2 separate regions of the Mus musculus genome follow, and region 1 is linked to region 2. The links are chromatin contacts, called in public HiChIP or PLAC-seq maps. All regions are on one chromosome and are shown on one strand. The core of a region is the stretch at or near the end of the contact, and the rest is flanking DNA. Distances in the headings are between cores, read along the strand shown.

Region 1 (4,530 bases), core at 1,932-4,431, 230 kb before region 2:
TGTCCTTCACATCCTAGTCCCAGCCAGCAGCACTCAAACTAGGCTAGAAAGCTGTGCATGGGGCTCAGGAGACTGAGCAGGCAGGAGGGCCACAAATTAACAGCTTAACAAATTAAACCAGGCCAAGAAAGACCCAACCAACCATCAGGATTTGTGGAGAATGGCTAAGCTCCTGTCCCAGGAGCAATGGCAGATAGCGCTTTTGTTTGGTTGGTTTTGTTTTTTGTTTTCTGGTCCACTGAGGGAGTCAAGCCAGATGTTCTATGAGTAGTATACTGTGGAGGGGACTAAAGAACATTTCAAAAATATGGGTTCACTGTTAGAATCCCCCCAGATGGGACCATGGGACCAGTGCTCTGACTTCCAGCTATATTAATGTATTAAGACTTGTTTTCTTCTTTTTCTGTCTTTGGCTTTGACCTTGGATCTCTTAGTAGTGGTGGTGGTGGTGGTGGTGGTGGTGGTGGTGTGGCACCTAGGGACCGGTTCGTAACAGCACATGACCTGTCATCCACTAGATGGCGGTGTTTGCTTGGTGTTGGGTAAATTTAAACCAACAGCTTTTAAAGACTGGGTGTGATGGTTCATGCCTGTAATCCCCAGCACTTGGGACAGGAGGATTGCTTTGAGTTTTGGACTAGCTCAAGTTACATGGCAAGACACTGTCTTAAAAAACAAAAACAAGTGGCGTGGTGGCATACACCTTTAATTCCAGCACTCAGGAGGCAGAGGCAGGCGGATCTCTGAGTTTGAGGTCAGCCTGGTCTACAGAGTGAGTTCCATAACAGCCAAGGCTACACAGATGAAATCCTGCCCTGAAACAAGCAAGCAAACAAACAAACAAACAAACAAGCAAGCAAGCAATTTTTTTATAAAAGGGGTCTGGTAAATTGGGGAGATTTCAGTGTTCCCAGGGCCCTGTTGCTCACATGCTCTCTCTCTCTCTCCCTCCTCCTCCCCCTCCCCCTCTCCCTTTCTCTGTGTGCATGTGTGTGCACATGTAAAATCCTTGCAGACCACCAACTAAGCTGTGTGATCAGATGAACATGACTTCCCGTGGCTTCACGAGAAGGGTCAGGGTAGGCTAATCTCTGTTGTGACATTGGCAACCACTTCCCTGAGTTTCAGTTTCCTCCCCCAGAAACCAGGGGTTGGTGCCATGTTGAGATTTTGCCAAGCAGACTGCAGCCAGTCTGTCCATGGCATGGCACAGGTAGTCACTCAAGTGTGGTAGCTTTTGTTAATGTGACCACGGGAGCCAGGCTCTTCCAAAGGCCTCTGGGGCCCCTTCTAGCTAATGCAATGGGTGGGTGGATGGGACATTAGGGACATTTTTAGTTGCTTGTTGTTGCCTTTGAAGGTACAAAGGCTCTCACAGGCTAACAAAGCTCCTGGAAGGAGAAGAAGAAGAAGAAGAAGAAGAAGAAGAAGAGAAGAAGAAGAAGGAGGAGGAGGAGGAGGAGGAGGAGGAGGAGGAGGAGGAGGAGGAGGAGGAGGAGGGAAGGAAGGAAGGAAGGAAGGATGAAAGAAAGAATGAAAGAAAGCAAGCAAGCAAGCAAGCAAGCAAGCAAGCAAGCAAGCAAGCTGGCTTTCATACTGGCCTCAGCTCTGTAAGGAATTAGTCATCTGAAGAAAGAGGTCCCTTTGTCTTTTCCGTGATTGCCTTGTTGATAAGTTGGTGAGGGTTAGGTGGTAAGTCAGTTGGCATTCCTTCTGCATTCCTTATCTAAATCTCATGTTTTATTTTGTTTTGTTTAGTTTTTACCATATTGGGGTTAACCCAGAACCTAATGTGTTCTGAGAAGGCACTGCATTACAAAGCTACACCCAGTCCCAGTGAACAAAGGCTGGTCTTGAACTCCTGGATTAAAGTGATTCATGATTCTCTTGCCTTGCCTTCCTGGGTAGCTGGGATTATAGGTGCTACCTGCCTGATTAGGCCTCAATTCTGCCCCCCTTTTATTTTTATTTTGGACAGCCTGTACCTGAGCCTTGAACTCACTATGAAGTTGTGAATGGCTTTGAACTCATCTTCTTGCCTCTACCCCTCACGTGCTAGGATTAATGCAGTGCTAAGGGTCAAACTCAGATCTTTGCATGCAAAGGAACGAAAGCCCAGCTCAACCTTACTTTTGCTTTACTTTGCTACCTTATGTGTAGCTCACTCTGGATTCAGACTTATAATTGTTCTAGTTTAGCCTTTTCAGTGCTGGGACTACAGGTTTAGAGCCACCTTTACATAAAAGTTATTACTTTTCAAAAATGAACACAGGTGGATCCACATATTCTTTTTTGTTTGTTCGTTTGTTTTGTTTTGTTGTTTTTTGTTTGTTTTTCGAGACAGGGTTTCTCTGTATCGCCCTGGCTGTTCTGGAGCTCACTCTGTAGATCAGGCTGGCCTCGAACTCAGAAATCCGCCTGCCTCTGCCTCCCAAATGCTGGGATTAAAGGCGTGTGCCACCACTGCCTGGCTGGGTCCACGAATCCTTTTATTCAATTGGGCATCCACTCTGTCGGGGAGGGCAGTGTGAACCCAGTGAAAAATGAGGCGCTGGCCATCCTGCCTCACCAGGATTCTTCTGGCTGGGCCTGGTGCAGACTAAATAAGTAACCACATGTGGCAGTTGGTGCAGCAGAATGAGGAGTTGGAGGGGTACTTCCTGCTGTGGCGCATCACCTTGAATAAGTTTGGGCCATCGCTTGGTGGTCCAGTACTTGTTTGACAGGTAGAAGGCCCTTGGTTTGTTCTGTGCAAGGCATTACCAAACAAAACAGAGAAACAGATGGTTCAGCAGAACTTTATCTTATGTTTTGGAAACAGGAATCAGAACCAAGGGGCAGAAACCAAGGCGTCTGGGGGGCTGCCTGCTCCAGCCACTTTACAGAGGCAACTGTTCCGAGTCTCTTCCAGCTTCCGTGGCAGCAGAATCTTCCTCCCTCTTTTCTGTCATCACGTCCTTGTCTCCCTCTGCCTTGTTCAGCCCACTGTGGGCAGAGTCCACAGTCAGGCCTCAGTAAGCGCTGCATCTCAGGGTCCTTTACCACAGGACCACCTAAGAGAACTCAGACTCTGAGATCAGAGTGTGGATGTCTCTCGAGGAGCATCTTTTCAAGCGTCTCTGAAGTGGGTGGTACCTGGAAGGTAGAAGTCTGGAGGAGGCGACAGACAGTTGAGCAGCCTCAGCCCGGAGCTAGGCTAGGGAGTGCTCACAGGTGATACAGTTCATTGCACACTCGACTAATGAGTGAGAAGACTGCCAACAGATACCTAAGAGCATACTGCTTGCTGTGACCTTAACGCCGCTAACATCCTCAACAGAGATACCAGTGTTTGTGCAGGCATCTCCTCGCCTGGAGATGACCCGGAGCCTGGAACAGAAGGCGAGGCTCTGCAGCTGGCATGCGTCTCCCGGCTAGCCGCCAGGCTCTTCCTGCCAGGTCAGGAAGCCTGGGCATACAGCTGGTGCTTCCCTTAGCTTTTCTGGTTTCTCATAAAAGCCACACTGTCTGGAAATAGGAGGTGTTAGGTGGTACTTTCTCCCTTCTCGCTCTGCTCTGTTAACTCTGCCCACACTGTCCCATGCATTTTGTAATTTATTTGGGAGGATTTGTTCATTTTCAAATGCAAAACCATGGTCCTGAACGGACTCCTATGATTCTAATTAACAGGGCCTGCGAGAGAGGGGACTTGTCCCCTTCTCTTCTGCTGAGTGAGGACACAGTGTTTGTCCCTTTCAGAGGTCCCAGGGTCCAGCAGAGTCCAGGCCACACTAGACACCGAAGCCGCCAGTGCCTTGCTTTAGATTCCCCGGGGCTCCAGAGCCATCGGAAACAAATACCTGTCCTTTATAACGTCCCCGGTCAACAATACTCGGCTACAACAGCACCGCTGGACTATGATATTCATAGAGAGAAAATTAGGTTTTACTTGACATCTTTCTGGTTTTAGGTACAGCTACTGAGCAGGGCTTTGGGTCTTCAGTACACATAGGTTCCCTGGGAGTTTTGTGTTATAGTTTTCTTTCCACATTGTGGGGGGCATTATTTGGCTTACAGGGTACAATCTCTCATAAAGGCAAGTCAGGACAGGAACCTGAGGCAGGAAATGAAGCAGAAGTCTTGGAGCAATGTTGCTTACTGGCTTGCTTTGCATGGCTTGCTCAGCCTGTGGTCTTTCACAATCCAGGACCACCTGCCCAGGGGTGATGTCATCCTCAGAGAGCTGGGCCCTCCCACATCAATCATGAAGCAAGAAAATGTCCCCTCAGACTTGCCTACAGGCCAATCTGATGGAGGCATTCTCTTAAGTGAGAGGTTCTCTCTTCCCAGATGACCATGTCAAGTTGACAAATAACCATCATGCTTATTCTCTGGAGGTCTGGACCAGCCATTCTCAAAGATGACTCCATAGCCTGGGGAGATCCACATAGGTACTCCAGGCCACTCCTTTAGCGCAATGTCCTCACGGCACATTAGTGAGAGTATTACTTAGAAAGAACCCAGCGGTGCCTCAATTGCATAAGGGAAGAT
Region 2 (4,775 bases), core at 2,029-4,528:
ATCACAGAAAATAGTGAGTGAGAATTACTGTCTGAACTGAACATTTACACAGGCCTTTTCTGTGTCATTTCTCCTTCTCTTCAATATCCCAAACCATCTCCACAGTATTTACACTGCCCTCCACAGTGTAAGCCACCTAGAGAAGGCCGAGCTGCATACAATCACATAGATCATACACAAACACCATACTGCTTTACATGACATAGTTTTGAGCATCTGTAGATTTTGGTATCCTTAGGGTCCAGGAAGCCTCAATACCAAGGGGCAAGAATACAAATTTGAAAGTGGCCACATCTACTATACCTAGACTGTTTGGTATAACCACAGATATTTAGACAACCAGGCTACGGGGAGGCTCTGGATGTTCTTCAGTGAGCTGAGGCTTGGGAAAGGAATGAGCGGAAACCAGTAGGTTTCTCCCGTCCCTGCAGCCCTTCCTGCCACACACTTTCTCATTTTGCAGTTGGAAGTCAGGAATTAGTCCTTTTGGGCCTGGAATATCTATACAAGGGGCTACTGAGCCACTGCTACTTTCTTTGTTGTTTTATGGTACTAAGAAAACCCAGGGCCTCACGCATCCTAGGCAAACACTACTGGTAAGCTAAACCCCTAAACCTTCATTGTATTCTCCTTTCCCTTCTCTTCCTCCATCTCTATCTCTTCTTCCTCCTTTTCCTCCTCCTCTCTATGGTACGGTTTGAAACAAGTCAGCTTGCAGAGTCTGGGTAGATTTCATTTTATCCCATTAGTATATTCCCGGGGCTGGAGAGACGGCTCAGAGGTTAAGAGTACTTGTTGCTCTTGCAGAGGACCTGGGTTCAGTCCTAGCACCTACATGGTAACTCCAGTTCTAAGGCTTTGGATACCTTTTTCTGACCTTTTGTACACCAGGACTGTACACAATGCACATGTGTATATAAAAGCAAAACACCCACACACATAAAACTAAATTTAATATATTCCTACAAGGAAACTATGTCCCCCAAATTCAAATGTTGGTCAGCCATCTGTAAGTGAACCCTATGCAGTGCAGCAGTTGATTGCTGAGGTGACAGAGCATTTCCTTAGGTTTAAAGCTTTCATAGGTCTCAGCACGGGAGAGATCAGCTATCTGGGCTCTGTGGAGATGCTTGCAGCAGTACCATCTGTGAATGAACAGAAATGATACCCCATGTCCCCTTTAAATACCTGTCCCTCAGTAAACCAAATTACTGTGGAGGTACCTTCTTTATCATGTAGGGGCCTGGGAGCTGGGGGTGCAGAGCTGCAGTGCTAGGACAGAACCCTAGAGTCTTGTACTAGCTAGACAATCCTCTACCATTGAGCTGTATTACCACCCACCCCCGTACTGTATTGAAATCAAAAGAGAAAGCAGAACAGAGAACAGGGCAGTAGGGTGGTTGGAGAGAATTGTGTGGAGCAGGCAGACGTGTTGCTGGGGCTTGAATCCCATCTGCGCTCCTTACTACCCCGTGATGTGATGATGGCAGGATGGCAGGTCTCCTTGTGTGCAAGGAGGAAACAGGAGCATCTTCCCACAGCAAGATAAGGGAATGGAGAGAGTGCTGAGTGAAGTCCTGAGGCAATGTGCTGTCACTGACATAGGCAGAGCTGTGTCAGCACCCCAGAACCTCAGACCCATGAAGGAAGGGCAAAGCCCCACCCCCATCCCCTGGCATGAAGAAGCCTTCCTCTGGTCCAAGTATAGAATTTGACAGTATATGCAGAGAATGGCCACTCTAGCTTTCCCCCTTGAATGTTTCCCCCCTGCAGACTGCCTCCCCTGTTTCGTTACACCTCTGTCCCCATCCCTGCCCATCCGTATACACCCGCCTTTCTGTTGATCCCTACAAACACCCTGGGCTTCCAAGAGTGCTGTGGTTTCTCCAGAAAAGAGCCCAGCTCTCTGTGTGTCTTTTTCTTCATGACCTCACTGCCTTCAGTCCTGGAAGACTGTGAAGAACGAGATGTTACAAACCTGATAAGTTAAAAAACAAAAACAAAAAACACTCCTCTGACCATCAAGCACTATAGCCCCTAGACAACCAAGTGAGAAACGCTGGAGTTTCTAAGTTTATGCTGAGCAAATCCCCCTATTCCTTTCATAGAATAGTTTAAGTCTCCAAATTACACTTTACCAAAAAGCCTGGATCTCTGTCTAGCCATGAGGGATGGGAAGGTTGGGGGAGTGGTGCCCAAGGTCTTACCAAAAACCTTACACTGGTCAAGAGGGAAGTTTCACTCTTCCCAGTCCGACTCCCCATGTGACACTCTGCAAGTCACATTCTCTAGCATACAGTATCACTCAAAGTTATGCTTCCATGGGGTAAAAGAGGATGGCAAAGACACTCCTGTCAATTTCATTGGGAGGGATAGCCATGTCTGGGTAAGAGACTGAGAATGCTCGGTTTTGTTTTTTGTTTTTGTTTGTTTTTAATGTAACCAATTATCTGAGGCCAAACACACCAAGAATTTAAAATTCAAGCCCAGCATGGCTTGCAGTCTCAGCTTCTTGAGAGACTATAAAACAGGAGGATCAAAAATTTAGGCCTCCCTAGGCTACACAGTGAATTAGTTCAAGGGCAGCCTAGGGAAGCTAGTGAGAATGAAGGACAAAGTACAAAGTAAGAGGATGGGAGATGTAGGTCAGTGGTTGGGAGCCTGTCTAGTCTACAGAGGTCTGGGTTCAATCTCCAATATTTAGAAGAAGTGGATACTGAAGGGCAGCGGCAGGAGAGAGGAAGAGAGGGGAAAAGGGAGTCCAGCTGGGAAGGGGGATTAAGGAGATAGCTGGAAACCCAGCAACAGCTGAATGGTTGGTCCCTCTAGCCCTGTAGCCCTAGTCCTCCCAGGATCCGTGTGGTACCAAAGAACCCGCCAAAGGTCATTGGAGGAGTCGAGCTGGCTTGGGGCTGGACAGCTGCGGCCTCAGTTTCCCCTCCCCGCGGGGCACGGCTGCGGGGCCGGCTGGTGCTCACGCTTAGCCCAGGCTGTAGCCGTCCGTACTGCTCCGACACCCAGAAGCCGCGCCGGTCCTCCAGCGCCACGAAGGGCAGGTCGGGGAAACGCGCGCGGAACTTCCGGAGGAAGCCGCCCTCAAAGTCCGCCAGCACGCCGTCCATGTCCACCAGCACCCGCAGGGCGCGGCTGCTCGCCCGGCTCCGCTCGGCCCGTAGCGGGGCACCGCGGGGACGCGCACAGCAGCCGCGCAGCCTATGCATCGCCCCGCTCCTCGCCCGGGGCCCGCGGCAGACGCAGCCTCCACCGCGGACACGGACGCGCAGGCTCCGGCCCAGAGCGAGGCCGGCGCGCAGCCCCGCCGCCCTTAAAGGGACATGCGCCCAGAGAAGGTGAGCGCGACGTGGGTGCTGATCGCCCTGGGACATCCAGTCCCAGGTTACAGCCGCCTGTGAAAGCCAGACTGGAGCACTCTTCCTACTGAGGCAGTGGTGGATGGAGGAGCTCACCACCGGAGGAACAAATCCTTAGGTATTTATTGAGCGCTTACTTCGTTGAGCTCTGAGCCCAACAAAGTTCCAGCCATCCCGGATTATGGGTACAGGTTTTTAAACAGCTTGTCATTCCCAAGTATAGACAGGGAGGATTTCAGGTTTTAGGTACAGGTAAAGGCAGATACACCTGCTGTGTGTGATCCTCTTTGTTCATAGATGCTGAATGTTTGCAACCATAACCTTATAAAATTTAAAGCTATCAGAGGTGTAACCTTCAAATCTATAAAGGTTCTAAAAAAAACAGATGCTCTGTGTCCATCCTAACATCACTGGATTCAATAGTGAATCTCCAAATATGTCTGTAAATTTGTTACTGTGCTTCATGTTATTAAAAAAAAAGGAATTAGTAGGTAGAAAAAATATTTTAAAGGATGCAAACATGAAGGTATTTTTGGTAAAGAAAGGTCTCTGTATGTTAAATCTTGGTCCTTCCTGATCTAGATTCCCAGCACCCTGCTGGCTGCTCACAATCCTCTCAACTCTGAACACAGGGGATGCATACAGCACCCTCTGCTGGCCTCCATGGGCACATGTGGTGCACAGACATACATATTGCCAAAACGTGGGGAGAGAGAGAGAGAGAGGGAGGGAGGGAGGGAGGGAAAGAGAGACAGACGGATACACAGGATGTTTGTAAAGATTTTTTAAAAAGACTCTGTCCTAAAGAGAAGAGGGATGGCTGGATGTTTCCAAAATAAGAAAGATAAAGACAAAGCTAGAAAGCTCATGTCCCAAAAGGCCAAGCAAGTTACATGGGAGGACCAGACAATCTGTTGTGAGATTATGTTTTCTGGAAATGACAGAAAAACTTCCATAATAATATGGCTGCCTAAATAAGACCACAACAAGGAACCACCACTGATAGACATGCTAACATGGAAGAGAGACAGTGCTCACAACAGTCTGTAGCTTCAGTTTCTGGAGATTCAACACCTTCTTCTGGCCCCCTCAGGCACCAGGCAAGTGTGTTATACCCATACATACATTCAGGAAAAATAAATATCTTTAAAGAAACTCACCCTCCTTGTCATCTATGAACTTCATTCTCTAAGTTCATGAGACAAGAATCTAGAGGCACTGACTCAGTAAAAGCTTTGTGACTATTGTGGACGCCCGATTCGCCAGCAAGGAAGACACCACAACAGGATTCTTCTGCACAGGTTTATTGGAAGAGCTTGATAGCGAAGCCAAAAGACCCCAGCCCCAAAACTGGCGCTGCTTATATAGGCCTAGGAGTGGCGTGTCTATACCTGATTGGTTGTG

Evidence for each region. HiChIP or PLAC-seq counts read pairs in DNA pulled down with a chosen protein or histone mark.
Region 1: a contact with region 2 is called in an H3K4me3 HiChIP or PLAC-seq map of pro-B cells, with 6 times the contacts expected there. The contact joins the enhancer-like site here to the promoter of Nt5m in region 2. A contact is called at or near these places in 17 of 39 promoter capture datasets (the 3T3-L1 cell line, 3T3-L1-derived adipocytes, the C10 cell line and 8 more), 2 of 15 datasets of contacts at CTCF or cohesin (the NIH/3T3 cell line and pro-B cells), 10 of 484 Hi-C or Micro-C datasets (the HL-1 cell line, colorectal tumor organoids, cortical neurons and 2 more), 34 of 115 datasets of contacts at active chromatin or transcription factors (the 230-238 cell line, the HPC-7 cell line, the SCID.adh cell line and 19 more) and 3 of 9 other capture datasets (adipose tissue, liver and pancreatic islet).

Annotation. Positions count from the first base shown.
Region 1 is chr11:60,072,987-60,077,516 of GRCm38.p6, reverse strand. No RefSeq gene overlaps it. Among named protein-coding and RNA genes, the nearest start is that of Rai1, 30 kb to the left of the region's middle. Within about 2 kb of position 3,181, at least 21 of the 459 cell types and tissues checked have an H3K27ac peak or open chromatin away from gene starts, as enhancers often do. A contact at or near this core is called in adipose tissue, neural stem cells and pro-B cells, where this site is marked.
Region 2 is chr11:59,846,576-59,851,350 of GRCm38.p6, reverse strand. Nt5m (5',3'-nucleotidase, mitochondrial) reads right to left here and starts at 3,278. Exons shown (of 5, transcript NM_134029.2): 1 at 2,979-3,278. The coding sequence starts at 3,221. It also overlaps a transcript of Cops3 not described here.